Linked DNA regions of Lactuca sativa: region 1 is linked to region 2. The links are chromatin contacts, called in public Hi-C maps. All regions are on one chromosome and are shown on one strand. The core of a region is the stretch at or near the end of the contact, and the rest is flanking DNA. Distances in the headings are between cores, read along the strand shown. Region 1 holds the start of LOC111897556 (peptidyl-prolyl cis-trans isomerase Pin1). Region 2 holds the start of LOC111897581 (RNA demethylase ALKBH9B).

The links. Hi-C and Micro-C count contacts between places; a contact is called where the count stands out from the background.
Region 1: a Hi-C map of leaf shows a contact between it and region 2, with 4 times the contacts expected there. The contact joins the promoter of LOC111897556 here to the promoter of LOC111897581 in region 2. A contact is called at or near these places in 2 of 4 Hi-C or Micro-C datasets (both in leaf).

Annotation. Positions count from the first base shown.
Region 1 is chr3:106,626,928-106,629,627 of Lsat_Salinas_v11, reverse strand. LOC111897556 (peptidyl-prolyl cis-trans isomerase Pin1) reads right to left here and starts at 1,321. Exons shown (of 2, transcript XM_023893514.2): 1 at 893-1,321; 2 at 160-494. The coding sequence starts at 1,133. The coding sequence ends at 370.
Region 2 is chr3:106,297,187-106,299,886 of Lsat_Salinas_v11, reverse strand. LOC111897581 (RNA demethylase ALKBH9B) reads left to right here and starts at 1,433. Exons shown (of 6, transcript XM_023893538.3): 1 at 1,433-1,794; 2 at 2,038-2,652. The coding sequence starts at 1,605.

The sequences.
Region 1 (2,700 bases), core at 72-2,571, 330 kb before region 2:
TAAAACAATGGCATGAAGACTTTTGTATTAATGCATGGTTTTCAATGCATCTCATATGCTAACCTTTTTGGTGTGGAATATTGTATTCATGTTCATGAATTAAAGCTTGGATTCTTAATTTCTCTTTAGGTAAATGATAAGCACGATGATAAATACAAGTTAAGGGAAAAAGAAGGGAAAATCATTGAAATTGGTGATTCCAAAACCAGAGGTGAATAGTTGATTCAGATGTCACTGAAGTTGATAATCCCAAAACTCAGGTTATGATGACAATACAAGGGGAAAAAAAACGTGGTTTTATTGTGTTGATATAAAACTGAAACTGGAATGCACCTGATACATTTTGATCAGCATCTTTGCAAATTGCAATTAACAGGTTCTCAAGATGATGTGAACACCACTGTCAGTGTCCACAATCTCACTTATTTCACCAACCTTCAATGCGTATGTTGCATCTTCAAAGGGCTTCTGCATCTGGTTCCTTCCAAATGATCCTGTTTCAAAGTTTTCCATGAATGTTTCAGTTAACAATGTGCTCCAATTAGTAGTCAATTCATGAGTAATGTGCTACAAAAGGCCTAAAGAGAAAGATTAGGTATTTAGGTATGCATCATGATTCATGGCTCATCGCTCATGCTGCTGTTATTGATGTTGAATGTCTTGAATATCCACAGGAAAAACGTCTCTTTTGTATTACTAACTAATGTTAAAGATTCATGTAGTTGTTTGAATCTTCAGCTCTGTAAGGAAATTTATACAACTGGAAGAAACAGTCATATAGCATAACACGAATATAAGAATCAATGGTATAGCAATTTCGGAGATCAAGCATACGATTGCTAAAAATGAACTTCTGTAATTAAAGGGCAGAAGGTTAAAATTTTGGACATACCGAGATCTCCACCGCGCTTAGCAGAGCTGCAATCGGAGTAACGAGATGCGACGTCCTCGAACTTCGACTTTCCAGAAACGATGTCATCGCGGAGTGATTTGAGCTGAGACACAGCGGCCTCTCTTGTGGTGCTGCTGATGATTCGACCTTCTGGATCCTTCCAGGACGCCTTACGACGAGATCCTTGGTGCTTTATCAGTATGTGCGAAGCCCTAACTTTATCGGATGAAGACGACGACATTCTTAATTTCTTCTTGTGTATGATGATCAGCGGCGGCCGTCGGATCTGTGGTTTTCGTTCTCTTTCGATCGGAATCGATTGTTGCGGATTTCAAGGGGTTTTCCGGAGTGGCGGTTCACGGCGATCTTTGGAGCTTCATCTGAGAGAAGGTGCTTGTGTGGGGTGTAAATTTGATGATTTGTGGGGCTCGACATTACGGCGTCGTTTAGGTAATTCATAATGTAGAGAATAGAATATCTCGATAGACCCTTTAGGCTTTAGAAATAACGAAATGCCCCTCGTAACTCTAGTAAAAAACATGTGCAATTATTTCATTCATATTTGACAAAATTTTACAATTGGTCCCTGTGGTTTACAGAATATCGCATTTTAAGGACTTTCAAGCAAAAAGTCACGCGACTGGTCCATGTGGTTTGTAAAATTACATGAAAGATTCTTAATCTAACTTTTTAGCTGTTATATTTTAATGGAATAGACTATTTTTCCCTTCTACTAATATTGCAATACACTACAAACCTCAAGGACCATTCGTATAATTTTTTAAATTTGAAATTTTATTTATATATAAATTATAAATATAAATTTCGTATATATATAATTTATAAATATAAATTTTTTAATATATATATATATATATATATATATATATATATATATATATATATATATATATATATATATTCAACAATTTGATAATTTTTTTTTATCTATTTGACATTTTATTTTTTATTTTTATTTTATAATTTTAGTTATTTATGGTTCGATAAACCATATCAAAACTTTTTTTTTTCTTAATTATGAAATGAAACGTTAATGTTTTTTTTTTAAATTTTTCTTGTTACGGTTTATTTTTTTTATTTGAAATTTTTGACATTTCATCAATTTTTTGTTATATATATATATATATATATATATATATATATATATATATATATATATATATATATATATATATATATATATATATATATTATTCTTTTATTGTTTTTATATATTTTGATTCATGTAATGAAAAATAGAAAAACAAAAAAAATAAAAACTCAAACCCCAAAGTTGTAAAATACTCTAATATATTAATACATTTTACACTTTTCATATTTTTGGTTTTTTTCACAGTTTTTTATTAATTTTGGTTATTTATGGTTTTCGTAACTTTTTTTTTTATTTTTATTTGTGTAAGTAAAAAAATTATATTTATTTTCTTTATTTATATTTGTAAATATAAATATTTTATTTATGCGAATCAAAATAAAAAAAAAAGTTACAAAAACCATAAATAACCAAATTATAAAAAAACCAAAAAAAATCAAACACCAAAATTGTAATATACTCTAATATATTTATACATTTTACACTTTTTGGAAAAGGTTAAAAAAAATTATCAAGTTGACGAAAAATAAAACGAAACAACGAAAAAAATAAAAATAGAAAATAATTAAAAAATAATATGAAAAAAAATTTAAAAAAATAATACTAAATTTTTTTAAAAAAAAATACAAAAAACCAAAAAAAAAATATGAAAATGTAAAATGTATTAATATATTAGAGTATACTAGAATTTGGTGTT
Region 2 (2,700 bases), core at 184-2,683:
TTGCTACCACGCATCGTGACCCTTACTTGGTCGCATCACGACTTATGACGTGATACACACTATGTCCCACCATTAAAGGCGCCACGAACTACGGTTTTTCCCCAAACCCTCTAACTATTTTCCATAATATTATCAACTAAGAACATATGGAAAACAAGCGTTACACTAATATCTTACTCCTACAAGACCAAATGCCGCGTATACAATCAACAATTTGTCTCAATACATGTACATGCCACACACCATACATTGGGCACCAATTAAATAGGTTTTATGCGTTATCTTTGTGGCATAATAGATAAAGGATTTAACACTGTGCGTGATTCCCCATTCACACTACAAACCTTTGTTATTGCTAATCGAGTAATACACAAATATAACTATACTTTCACTATGCGGCACATTATTTTCCATAGTAAAAATCTCATCACTTTTAGTAGCCCGCTCCTCCACTAAACCATAGTATAAAAAGATAAAACATTGTTCCAACTATTATTGTTGAACTAATGTGGATCCAAAATATTCTAAACAAATTTTGTTTCATAGTTAAAATACTTCAATCATCTATTGTGATAATGTTGGAGAAACAAATCTCATGATAGATCCATTTTTCACTCCAAAATGAAGCACCTAATGCTAGCATACCATTTCATTTTGAACAAGTTCAAAATGGTGCAAGAAGAGTTACTCATGTTCAAACATGTGATCAAAGTGACGATATCTTAATAAAGTTACCATAACATTGTTAGCTTGAATTACTAGTATCAAAGATCGGTCAAATCGCTACTCTAAGGAGGCATTCAAAATTCTTCGTAATTTTGGAAACGGAGAATTTCATTTTCTATAAAAAATTTCGAAAAAATATTGAATTAAACGCGTTTTCATAATTCTCATTTTTCTTATAATTTTTTTTCCCAAAAAACGATTTATTTTTTTTTTTAAGATTTTCTAACATGTGTCCTAAAGACACATATAAGAAGCAGTAATTGAACTATTAATTAAAAAAAATTATACCATAATTAAATATGAAATTTATTTATTATAGAAAATATTCTTCATAATTAATACATTTTACATTTATAATTAATAGTTTTTATGTTTGATTTTAGAACACATGTTAGAAAATCTTTTTTTGTTTTTTTTTTTTTTTTTTAACTAAACACATCATAAATTTCTATATAATTTGAAGGTATTTAACGTGGATGTTCAAAACTCAGTTAGGACCGATATAGTCGATTTGGTTAAGTTCGATTCTTGGTTTTACCTTGTAATAACCTGATTTACCATCTAATTTTTAGCTAGTTTGTCAAAATTCGGTAAATCAATTCTTTCTTTTGTTTTGATTACTTTCCTTATTTCAACCTTAATCTAACAATATTCGTGTAAAATAAGGAAAGGAAATAGGAAAGGGGACGCTAATTACCTTTTTCTTTATTAAAAAAAAGCCTTATATTCCTTAACCCTTACTCAAAACAGTCAAGAAAATCCGTTTCTAGATCCACCTCCCTTTCCTCACACCCACAAAAACAATCCAAATCTTCTGCTTCAAGTTTGAACAACCCCCGATTCCTCCACCGGCGTCACTCACAACCACCACCGTCACCATGATCAACGGTGACGCTACCTCAAATCAATCACCGGAAGATGAAATTGACCCCTTCTTACGAGGTTACAACCCTAGCGATCTCCGAACTGCGTCGGAATTTCTCTCCAATTGGTTACCTTTCCTCTCTAAAGGCCTTTGCGACCACTGCTCTCAGTCCATCTCCGATCGCGTTCGATCTCTTCATCCAAGTATGTATTTTCTGAACTTATCAAGATTGCATTTTTTTTTCCTTTTCTTTTCCAAATAAGCTTTTCGTTTGATAGTAGTTGTAAAAATTTGATTATATAACTATAGTTTAACATGGTTTGCGTCCATTAACGAATTGGGATCTTGTTGTAACTTTAGATTCTGTTAATTTAGAGTTTGAAAATCCACCTTTTAAGAACCACACTGATTTAGTATTTTATCTCGTATTGATTGGTGATTATTAGTGGAGTACGATACTGAAACTGATCAACAACAACACCAAGAACACGAAGTAGAAGTTTCAACCCCAAATCATAGTGATTTTAGCGGAAGCATTGGCACTTCAGTCAACCATGGTGGTTGTAAAGATGCAACAACAGATAACAACGACACTGATGATACAAATTCCTTGGGTAGCTGGAAAGACGATGGAAACGCTACACCTGAACAAATTGAAGGAACATCAGGAAGTGAGAATACTCAATCACCACAAAACTTTAAACCCCCAAAACCACGAATGTCATGGGCTGACATGGCACAGGAGGATCTAGAAGCCGAGGAAGAAGAAGAAACCAATGGGCAATTTGGTAATTTCACTAGTAGCCAAACGGAAGAAACCGGGTCAGAGACAAAAACAACCCGAAAACCAGGGTTGTCAAGAGAACAAAGGGAACGTATTCGTTTCACAAATGTCAAAAGGAAGAAAGATTTTATTTGCTTAGAGAGAGTCAATGGCAAAATCGTAAATATCCTCGATGGGCTCGAGCTTCATTGTGGTGTATTCAGTTCGGTTGAACAGAATCGGATAGTTGACTTTGTTTATGAGCTTCAAGAGAAAGGAAAAAATAAAAAATTAAAAGGTTCGTAATTCGTTTCAACTTTATTCTCTTACTAAACACACACACACA